Linked DNA regions of Sus scrofa: regions 1 and 3 are each linked to region 2. A link is a contact called in public HiChIP or PLAC-seq data. All regions are on one chromosome and are shown on one strand. The core of a region is the stretch at or near the end of the contact, and the rest is flanking DNA. Distances in the headings are between cores, read along the strand shown. Region 1 holds the start of IP6K3 (inositol hexakisphosphate kinase 3). Region 2 holds the start of LOC100156231 (gametogenetin-binding protein 1-like). Region 3 holds the start of VPS52 (vacuolar protein sorting-associated protein 52 homolog).

Region 1 (3,433 bases), core at 737-3,236, 150 kb before region 2:
TGGCCATGGAGATGGAGGAAAGGGGACCAGTTTGCCGTGAAATCCACAGCACGTGCAGGTGGAAGGCAGCAGTGTGGGGGTGGGGTGGGTCCTCAAATATCAGTCGAGGCTGTGGTGGGGCAGATGATGGGAGAGCAGGCCAGGGAGGGACCAGCCCAGCCCTCCGCCTTGGGGGAGGGTCTCAGATCTTTGGAGTGTGCTTATGTGGCCCTGGCATTTCCTGCCTCTAAACAGTGGCCTCTAAGAGCCGGTCTGGAATGTTTGGTGCACAGAGCCCGACCGCTGATCAGGGCGGATTTCCCGGAGGAGAGACAGGAGCCAGGTCCAGAGGGCGGTCGGGAGTGGTCGTGGGGCAGAGGTGGGTCCCTGCCGTGGCTGCGGAAAGAGGCATAGCCGCAGGCATCCGAAGCCAAGCTTCAGGAAAATGACAACGGAGAGAACTTGGCCACAGTCAGAAAACAGAAATAGAGCAGCCTCTCCGGTTGCGTAATGGAAAGCCGCAGATCACCGGTGCTTTGTTTACTGCTGTGGGTCTTAGATGACACACCAGGGGCTGGGAAATGTTGTTGGGTAAATGAGTGAAGAGGAAGTCAGTATGGGAGTCCCCTGGTGATTCAGCAGCTTAAGGATCCAATGTTGTCGCTACTATAGCTCAGGTCAGTGCCGTGGCGTGGGTTTGACCCCTGGCCCAGGAATATGCACATGCCAAGGGTACACCCCCCCAAAAAAAAAGTCAGTATGGAATCCAGCTCTTTATAGCAAAATACACGCAGAAAGCAAGTATGGGAATGATCCCAGGGTCTGCCAGGCCCGGCCCTCTGGGCAGGAGGTCCCGTCCCCTTGGTGCCCCAAGGGACCCCCACTCGGCCTGTGGTGGCTCCAAGGTTCCCAGAACAGGGATGTGAGTCCAGGCTGGAGGGAGAGGGGAGTGGGGGAGTGGCGGGGGGAAGGGAGTCACAGCCCCTTTGCCAAGGCCCCGTAACTGGAGCCCAGCATATGGGACGGTGAGGGACTGGCAGGCCAAGGCTCGCCCGGCAGACTGACCATTGCTTTCCCATGTGAAATGTGATCCGCGGGCCCCGGCCCCTCCCTCTGCCTTAGCCCAGGCCTCATTCCCCAGGAATCCCGGTCATGCCCGCGGGGCTCACCCTGTCCAGTGGGGAGGACTCTGGGGAGGACTCACGGTGGCATTGGAAAGGAGGTCGGTGTCCAGGAAGAGGCACCGGATGGGTGGGCCGTAGCCCCCAGAGCCCCAAAGTGGGTGCAGAGAGCACTGAGTGGACAGTGGCCAGGGGATGGCCAGGATGAGGGCCGGGAGCCCGGGGTTCTCGTCCTGCCCCATGTCCCAGGTCCCCTGTGTCACCACCGGGCTCACCTGCTTGGTTGAGTGAGTCGTGAGAGGCAGACAGCCCGCAGTGAGGGCTCCACGGGGGCGTGGAGATGGGGGGAGGGCAGTGGTTCTCCGGGTGCTGTAGGACAGGTCCGGGCCCTGTTAGACCAGGGGGTGGGGGTTCGAGCCCCTGAGAGAGCAAGAACATGGGGGATGGGGCCCAGAGTCAGAGGCTGGACTGTAACCCCACAAACACAACAGGCCCTGTTCTGGCAGATTCCTGGTCAGCCCAGCAGAGGATGAAGCACACACAAGGGCCTGCAAAAACTTGATTGTCCTCAAGTTGATTGTTGATTGACTATCTTGCAATGACACTTCTCTCTAGCAGCCACTGCCTGGGGCAAACCGGCAGCGAGGGTGGGGGCAGGGAGACCAGGGGGATTGTGTCCCCTGCCCTCAGGCTCTCCTGAGGAAGGGGGGGTGCAACTGGCCCTCGGGGCCTGACGTCCATCCAGACACCCATCCATCCAGAACGGCTCCCTCCTCTCCCTCCCCACCCCCTCCTGGGAGCTCTGGCCCTGCCCCCAGAGCAGCCCAGCACCTGCTGACAACTGGCCGGCCAGCCAGCTGAGGGTCAGCTGACCTCCCCCCCCCAGGCCTCCGTAGCCCAGCCCTCTGGACAAACCTGAGTCCGGGCAGCCCCTCTACCAGTGCCACGGTGGACGGCAACCCTCCACGCTGGCCTCTGGGAAGAACCTTGCCCAAAACCACAGAGCGAGCACTGAAAACAATCACTTTCCAGGGAACCCCTCTCTTCTACGGCCACTCCCCACGTCCCACCAGGAGTGAGGCTCTGGTGAGTGCTGCCTCGGGGAAGGGTTGAGGGGGGGCTTTGATGGGGGGTGGAGGCCTTATGGTCCCAGGGCCTGTTCGTAGCACCGGGGACCCAGGGGATGGGCCTCTTCTCCATCCAGGGCCCGCCACTGGCGTGCTGCTCTGTGGAGGTGTGTCTGCGTCGGGAGAGGGGTTGGTGCGTTCAGCAGCGTCGGAATTGTGTCCTTTGCTCCTGTTCCCCTTCCACTGGAGTCACTCCCACTGTCCCCTTCCTAGACGTCCCGCAGTCTCTGTGTGGGATGGGAGGGCTGGGGTGAGCCGGAGGTCCTGGGGGCAGGACCCCATCCTCTCCGGGTTTAACCCTTCACAGGGGCAGCTGGCCCAGGAGCAATGGGCAGTACCCCAGGCCCCTGGAACAGCATGTCCTGTCTCAGCACCCCCCCACACCGTGGGGCCCCAGTACTGAGGTGACGTCAGCACCTACAGGCAGCGCAGTGGCCTGGGCTTGGGCGCCCCCTAGGGGTGGGGCGGAAGTGATATGTCACCACCCCAGGCAGTGGCAGAATCTTTAGGGGCCTCCCCTCACCCGCCCACCGGTGAACCTGACACCTGAACTTGAGCCCACCAGGTCCTCAGGCTCTCTGGGGGCCTTAAGAACATCCACAGGGGCCCCTCCCCCGAGATTCAGGTTCAGGTTTCTAGAGTGTTTAAAAGCTACCAGGTATTTTTTTAGCCTTTATTACTAAGAAGACTTTTAAGCTTACAGAAAAAATAGAGGGAATGACAGAATGAACATTCGTTTATCCTGCATCTGGGTTTACACCGTTGATGGAGTTTTGCCGTGTGTGCTCCACTGGGTGCCCTGCGGCTAAGGCATTTCGAAGGCATTTATGGACATCACTGCATTCCCCTCGAAACACCTCAGTTCAGATTCTTATGTGACCCGCATGCCTTATCCTGCTGACGAAGTTAGCAGCCCCCTAAGAATGTCCACTTCCTATAATCGTTGCTCCCCAATGGCCCCTAAATGGGTTTCGATGTTTCGTTTAGAGCAGGATCCAAACGAGGAGTCACTCCATTTAACTCCTGAGTCTCTTTCCATCTGCAAACGTCTCTGCCAACTCCCACCCTCCCACCTGGGTTCCCACCACAGTGACTTGCTGAACTGAAAGGACAGGGGAACACGGCCAGGTCAGCAGCTCCCAGTCCAGGGCAGTTACTGAGGCTGGGAGGGGAGGGGCAGGGAGCTGGGCCAGGCTAGGCCTCCCA
Region 2 (3,778 bases), core at 33-2,532:
CCCCCAAAGTAAAGGGAGGGGCGCCAAGTCCAAGTGAACTTGGAAACCAGAAGAAGGGGGAGGGGAGACAGGGAAGGGGGCCCATAAAGGAGCTGGGGAGCACTGGGACCCTGCTCACCCTACACACACCCTTCCCAGGGCCCGGCCTGTCCTCCTGTCCTTTGGGGACCTCCATCCCCAAGCCCTCACTGGTGGAGGACCCAGTCTGCTTCCCCACCCCCACCTCTCCAGTCCTTCTCCCATTCGGACCCTCCCAGCTCAGGCCCACACCCTCCCTTCTGCCTTCCAGGAGGCTCCCAGGTCCCTGCTGCCCAGAGCCCACCTCTCACCTGTCTGAGGTCCCCGTGTCCCCCAAGGCCGCGCCTGCCACCTCCTCCTCTTCCCTTTCGTCCATCTCAGACAGGCTGCCCAGCGCCTCCTGGCCTCCTCTGCGTGGATCTGACCTTACTTCTACACCCCGGGCCACCACCCTCAGGACCTGCACAGGGGTGGGGGTCTGGGCCCCCGCATCCCCTAGCTCCAGCCCCGAGGGACTAGTTCGTGGCAGGGCCACAGCGAGGGTACAGGGCAGCGAGGCAGGTGGCCAGGATTCCTTCTGCCCCGCTGCTCCGTGACAGCCAGTCATCAGGGGGGTGGCGTCCTGCTCTTGCAAGGGGCACGGCTGACCCCCCACCAGGGCCTGGTCTGAGCTCTCTGGGCTGCCCTTGCCCCCCACCAGGCTACGGAAAAGGCGGAACATGGACGAGCGGCCCAGATTATGGGCCCGAGGGGTTGGGGCTGGGGCCTCCATCCTGAAGGGGACCTGACTCAAGAGGGAAGGGCCGCAGCAGCTACTGGGACCAACTGCTTAAGAACAGAGGGGGTTGGAAACTTCCCAGAGTTCTAGAAGGCGAAGGCGGGTTGGGGGTGGGGGCAGAGTGTGCCCGGGGGTGGGGGTGGGGGTGTCAATGCAGCACCCCGAGGGTGGGGGTTGGCGAGGCTCCAGGAGACGCAGAGGTGGGGACCCCAACTCTGAGAATGGGGCACACAGCTCTCCCCACAGCCTGTCCTCCTCTGGCTGTGGCTGCTGGTCCAGGAGGGTGGGAGTGTGTGTCCTCCCACCCCTCCCTTCACAACCAGTCTCATCGGCCCTCTGCATGTCCACGTCTACCTGCCTATCACCTGCAGGGTTTCTACCTCTGCAGCCATCGAGGAGCTTGGTACACAGGCCTCAACTGTACGTGGAACTTCAATCTTTTTTTTTTTTTTTTTTTTTTTTTTAGGGCCGTACCTGTGGCACATGGAGGTTCCCAGGCTAGGGGTTGAATCGGAGCTGCAGCTGCTGGCCTATGCCACAGCCCCAGCAATGCAGGATCCTTAGCCCACTGAGCAAGGCCAGGGATCAAACCCACATACTCATGGATACTAGTCGGGTTCTTAACCTGCTGAGCCACAATGGGAACTCCGTGGAATCTCAATTTCATCTTATTATGCCCATGGCACTTACATGTCTGATTATAAACCCCGCTCAGTGACCTTGGCGGAGGTTCCTTAAAGCAGCCGAGTCCCAGTTCGTTCATCTGTAAAATGGATGTGGTCACCGCACCTACTTCCAAGGGTGGTTGAGACTGTTCAGTGAGGATGGTTTAAAGTGCCCAGCACTGGAGTTCCCGTCGTGGCGCAGTGGTTAACGAATCCGACTAGGAACCATGAGGTTGTGGGTTTGATCCCTGCCCTTGCTCAGTAGGTTAAGGATCCGGCATTGCCGTGACCTGTGGTGTAGGTTGCAGACGCGGCTTGGATCCCGTGTTGCTGTGGCTCTGTCCTAGGCCAGTGGCTACAGCTCCGATTGGACCCCTAGCCTGGGAACCTCCATATGCCGTGGGAGCGGCCCAAGAAATAGCAAAAAGACGAAAAAAAAATAAAAAAAAATAAAAAAATAAAGTGCCCAGCACACAGCAGGGCTTCACAAACCTCACCAGCCTGGCTTTCTTGCTGATACCGACGGACAGAAGTGGGGCAAGATCAAGGAGGAGGACAGGGAACCCGGGTGGGAAAAGCCGTGGGTGGGGACACTCGGCAGGGGTGGGAGCCGCGCTCTCCGCCCTGAGCCCAGCCCCAGCCCCGTGCTGCAGGCTTCAGCGGCTGCATCCGGCGGCCGCAGAGCAACTTCCTCTAGAGGGAGCTGATTGGAGCGGGAGCCGCCGGCACCTCTATGATCGCCAAAGCCTCGCGGGTCCCGAAGGCCGCGCTGGGACCAGCCCAGGCTGCATCCTGACACCAGGAACTCACTGGCGCCCGTCTCTGGAGGCCGAGCCTGGGTACCTTACCCTGGGAGTGGCCACTGGCCACTGGGATCACCGGCCTCCGCCCTGCTGAGCCAACCCAGGCCTGGGCCAGGGTCTGGGCAGGTAAGCCGGGAGGGTCCCGCCTGTGCTCCCCACGCCTGGGAGCTCCGGGCCGGGGGTAGGTGAGGGAGGCAGGGGGCTGGGGGGGGAAGGCCTCAGGCTCCCCCCAACCCCCGGGACTCCACCGAGCCCTGTTCGGGGCCTGATCCACCCGGGGCTCCCTCTGGCCACCCCTCAGGCAGCTTCCCCTCTCACCCTGGCCCTAGGGGCCCGAGAATCGGGTGTCAAAGAACCAGGCTCTTTAGCAGTCTGGGGGATGGGGGGGGAGGTCAGAGCCAAGGTCAAGGGCACGGGGAGAACTTACAGCCTCCCTGCTGCCCCAGGAGACCTAAGAGCGGTCTAGAGTCAGGCACCTCCCCTGGGGAAGCATCCTGGCCACCCTCCTCCCCTGGGCAGACCCCACAAGTGGGGAACTCAGAGTACCAGGAAGTCAGGTGCTTGGAGGGGGCAGGGGTAGACCCAGATCAGCAAGGCCTGGGGCCTTGGGGCTGCTCTGAGGCGCCAACTTCTCCCCAGCTCTGAGCCCGAGGGTGGCAGGGGTGCTGTCAGCATCCTCCAGCCCTGCAGTCCTGGGGGCACCAAGGGAGCCAGAAGGGCACCTTGTTCAGGAGGAGGCTGCTGGGATGGGTGCATGCCAGGCCAAGGTCGGTCTTCCCCAGGTGGCACTGGGTGGAGGAGGGGAGGCACAGGTGGTCCGGACCGTCCCCACCCTTCTTTCTGCTGCTTTCGAAAGTAGCCCCAGGCCTGAGAGGGAGGGGTGGGCGGGGAGGGTGCACTGACTGGTCCTCCCAGGGAGCTGGCCCAGGGTAGGGAGGGGCCTCCCTGGGGCGGGAGGAGGGACCTCTGCCTGGGTGATGGAGGCAGCTTTGGGGTGGAGGGAAGTGAAGGGGTGCAAACTGAAAGTGAAACAGCTCATGTCCAGGAAATACTCCCTCTGCAGAGGGTTTACAGAGCAGCCCAGGCAGCAGCCAGAACTGGGTGAAAAAGGAGAGTAGGGGCTGGAGACCCAAGGGCAAGGGGTGCATGTAGTTTTCTCAACTCCCCGTGAGAAGGGAGTGGGAAGAGCACAGGCAAACGGGGAAGCTGCCTTGGAAAGGACACTCTCTGAGGTCCATAAACTGGGAAATAAATCCGAGGAGTTCCCGTCATGGTTTAGCGGTTAATGAACCCGACTACTATCCGTCAGGACACGGGTTCGATCCCTGGCCTTGCTCAGGGGGTTCCGAAACGAGTGTTGAGTGGAGGATGGGCTCCTGGAAGCTCAGACAACCAACCGGACTCCTGGACTAGCACGTGGCCTTGGCACTGACTTCTCTGTGCCTCATTCTTCCCACCTGGAAAGTGGGTATGACCGTGCTTACCCTGTGGCTAGGTCAATTTGCTCTGTGTCC
Region 3 (3,417 bases), core at 643-3,142, 180 kb after region 2:
GGGTTTTTTTTGGGGGGGTGGTGGGGGTGGCGGCAGCTGGGGGTTGCTTTTTTCTGTGTCAGTCAACACTTCACCCTTCCCTGGCCAATCAATCTCCTCCTTTAACTACATGTTTTAGATTTTCAGTTTCCAAGTATTTCCCCCCTTCTTTAGATCCTTAAAATACCTCCAAGCTTCAGTTTTCACCAGAGGAAGAGAGCAAAAGCTGGCTCTCCGTACAATTAGCAAAACCCCAATACCTCCCAGTGATAAGCAGAGCCTCAGGATCCTTAAGAGATTATCAAAAAACTCATTAAGCACCAGAAACTTTGGTTCAACTGTTTTCAGCAACTACAAAGGTTAGGCTGCATAATTAAAGTAAATACCAGTTAAGGAGGCAGAAAGGGTTTAACAGAAGCAGCCTATTAATGAATGATGCTAATCTTTTATTTTCACTTACTTAAGCCTCCTAACAACCCCTAAAAAGGGAACAGACAACCAACGTGTGGAGATACTCAGGGCTCAGTTCTACACCACTCGGAAAAGTGAATGTTGCAATAAAGGGAGCTACACAAAATCTGTTTGTTTTCCCAGTGCATGTAAGTTATGTAGGTTATTAAGTGAGCAATAGTCTTAACGTTAAAAAAACATACATACATGCCTTAATGAAAAGATACTTTATTAAAAAGTGCTAACCATCATCTGAGCCTTTGTGCAATAGTAACAAAAGTCAATGACAATGGATCGCTGTAACAAATATAACAATGAAAATGTCTGAAATATTGTGAGAATCACCAAAATGTGACAGAAGACACCAAGTGAACAAATGCTGTTGGAAAAATGATTTGCTCAAGACAGGGTTGCCACAAAAAAGAGGTTATCTGTAAAGTGCAATAAAATAAGCCTCTACTGTGCACCGCCTTACTAGTTTCACAATAGAAGGAAGCAGTCTCCTCATGCACCACTTAAGACCGAAAGTTGTGCACCCTGAATTACAGAATGAAAAGAATTCAAAGTAAACATGATGGCTCTTATAAAGCAAAGCTTGTGATTCACCATTTTAAATTAACAACCTATCTATAAAATACTTACTGTGGTGTCCTTTGGGGATTGTGAGCAAGAAAGGCTTAGCCCTGGCACCACATAACATAAACATACTGGTAAGGTCATTTTTTTATGTTAGTTAAGCCTGTGCTCACTGACCTTGTTATGAAATAGTGACCCCCCCCCCATTTCCTGGTTTCTTCATGCTTGGAATCTCTTGGCCTTTCTACTCTCCCTTCAGAGTGTACCATTATCCCATTTCCAGGACATACACATTTCACAAGAATTGCTCTTATGATGCACTAGGAGGAGCAAAAACCTATATAGCAGGGACCTTATAAGTTGACTGCTGATGGTCCAGGCCGGTTTAGTGAACAAATGCTGGCAGACAACCAAAGCCTTTCCCCAACCCCTAGGTGAAAACAACTTTGCTTCACCTAAGACGGTTCTTTGGCTTTTACCACTTACCTTTTGCGGCAAATGTGGCAAGGGCTTAGATGGACCCTGACCATTGTTTTTACCCAGCAGCCCAGGTGACACGGTTGAGACTTTCGCTTACACCTCAGGTGTTTACCCAAGTTTCCTTCACACCCCCAGCTCCTTTACCTTAATCGCAGTGATAGCAAAGGCAATTTTCCGCCGCCCATCGATGTTGGTGTTGAGTACTCGCAAAATGTGCTGGAACTTCTCAGGGATTACTAGAGACTGATAGAGATGGGGGGAGATGTCAGACTTCGCTAATTCCCGCCAAACCGTTAACCCCAAACACGAGCGTGAAGCTTGTCACGCAAGGTGCAAAGAGCCCCCGTCAGGTCTTCACGACACAACACGACTCCCTGGTCCTGCCGACAGCACAACAGGAAGCGTCCAGGATCGGAGAACGCCATCTCCGGAGGAGAACGCCTCCTGCCCGCTCCCAAGCGGCGGGACGGAGGGCCCACGCGCTCCCAAGCCTTCCCAGAGCCCGGGGAGCGCTCATCCTCGGGCCCCGCTGCCTAGAACTGGGTGCTTTGTCGTCCTTCTCCAGGAATGAGGCCCAAGGCTCCACACAAAACGCTGCGAGCCCCCAGGCCAGGACATTTTCGGCGCTCTGACAGCAAGCCTTCCCTGTCCCGGCTCCGATGTCGCCAGATACCCGAACGAACCCAACTCTTACCATGGCTGCAGCGCGGGCGGCGGCGTGTAGGCCTCCAGTGGAAGAGAGAGCGGAAGTGACGTGACATTCTTATATAGCTTCCAGGCGGAAGAGGCGGAGCGACCTTGGCGAAGCGCTTCCGGAAACTCCTTGTACCTGAGCCGGCTAGGCCTCTGAGTCAGAACTGCGCGCCACAACTTCCGGTGCCGTCTCTCTTTACAGATCGTAAAGTTTTTGCGCGTGAGAGCCACGAGAGTTCCGGGTTGAGATTCTCTTTTTAAGACTTTCAGTTTCCATTTGGACTTGGGCGAAGAGCTTAGAGAAAAGGGGAGAGCTAGAGGCAGTCTGTTTAACTCAAATATCTGGGAACGGTTTCGTGCATCACGCCCCAGAACTTGCAGTTCCACTCAGGGGAACGGACCTGCCCGACAGCTGCCGGAAGTGGGGCTGCGCGGAATGGCTGCCGCTGCTACCATGGCGGCAGCCGCCCGGGAGCTGGTGTTGCGGTCCGGGGCCTCAGATATGGAGGAGGAGGAGGGCCCACTGGTGAGGACGCAGGGCTGTTTCTCCTCCAGAGTCTCGTCCGGTCTTCTCACGTCAGAAAGGTCTGGGCTGGGTTTCGCGCAAGGTTGGGAGCTCGGCTGCTACCGGTGATGCTGCCTGGTCTGGCTCTCCATACCCCTCCCCGGATCGGACCTGGACCAAAGTGGGGACTAGAATGGCTGATACTTAGGTTCTGGGGCCACAGTTTCAGTTAAACTCCAGATATTTGCGCAGGATAGAGAAGCGGTGTAGAGTAAATGCTAGGAACATGGCCAGACTGCCTCGGTTCTAATTCCAGCTCAGCCACTTATGCTGTGTGTGTTTGGGCAAGTTAACTAGCCTCTCTGTGTCATCACTCTTAACACTTATAAAGTGAAAAAATAAGACTTACTGTAGAGGTTGTCGGTTAGGATTAGGTGAATGTAGGATGACACCTGGCACGATGGTGAACACTGTGTTAACTGACATTTCTAGAAAGGCTGGAGCTCCCCACGGGGATTGTAACAGAACATCTAAGATAGAAGGAGTCTGGAGACCCTAAGTTCAACTGCAAGTTCTGCTCTGTCCCTGCATCTCCTAATTTTCCTCATTTGGTCACCTCTGTGGGTTTGCTGGCTCCTTGTCATATTCCCTACCCATCAGCCCCAATGAGTAGATTGGGACAATATGAGATTTTGGAATTTTTTGGACTCAGCATTTCTCTCTGGTTTCCCAGT

Evidence for each region. HiChIP or PLAC-seq counts read pairs in DNA pulled down with a chosen protein or histone mark.
Region 1: a contact with region 2 is called in an H3K27ac HiChIP or PLAC-seq map of skeletal muscle, with 4 times the contacts expected there. The contact joins the promoter of IP6K3 here to the promoter of LOC100156231 in region 2. A contact is called at or near these places in 1 of 5 promoter capture datasets (fetal liver), 1 of 47 Hi-C or Micro-C datasets (embryonic fibroblasts) and 2 of 2 datasets of contacts at active chromatin or transcription factors (alveolar macrophages and skeletal muscle).
Region 3: a contact with region 2 is called in an H3K27ac HiChIP or PLAC-seq map of alveolar macrophages. The contact joins the promoter of VPS52 here to the promoter of LOC100156231 in region 2. A contact is called at or near these places in 1 of 5 promoter capture datasets (liver), 6 of 47 Hi-C or Micro-C datasets (heart right ventricle, liver, mesenteric adipose tissue and 1 more) and 2 of 2 datasets of contacts at active chromatin or transcription factors (alveolar macrophages and skeletal muscle).

Annotation. Positions count from the first base shown.
Region 1 is chr7:29,960,073-29,963,505 of Sscrofa11.1, reverse strand. It overlaps IP6K3 (inositol hexakisphosphate kinase 3), which reads left to right and starts at 1,986. Exons shown (of 6, transcript XM_021098605.1): 1 at 1,986-2,186.
Region 2 is chr7:29,813,554-29,817,331 of Sscrofa11.1, reverse strand. LOC100156231 (gametogenetin-binding protein 1-like) reads right to left here and starts at 1,282. Exons shown (of 7, transcript XM_005665887.3): 1 at 330-1,282. The coding sequence starts at 790. It overlaps BAK1 (bcl-2 homologous antagonist/killer), which reads left to right and starts at 1,987. Exons shown (of 7, transcript XM_021098603.1): 1 at 1,987-2,390. It overlaps LOC102162214 (a long non-coding RNA gene), which reads right to left. Exons shown (of 4, transcript XR_002345648.1): 4 at 1,856-3,778.
Region 3 is chr7:29,637,643-29,641,059 of Sscrofa11.1, reverse strand. It overlaps VPS52 (vacuolar protein sorting-associated protein 52 homolog), which reads left to right and starts at 1,892. Exons shown (of 20, transcript XM_001925393.5): 1 at 1,892-2,704. The coding sequence starts at 2,615. It overlaps RPS18 (ribosomal protein S18), which reads right to left and starts at 2,204. Exons shown (of 6, transcript NM_213940.1): 1 at 2,180-2,204; 2 at 1,630-1,728. The coding sequence starts at 2,182.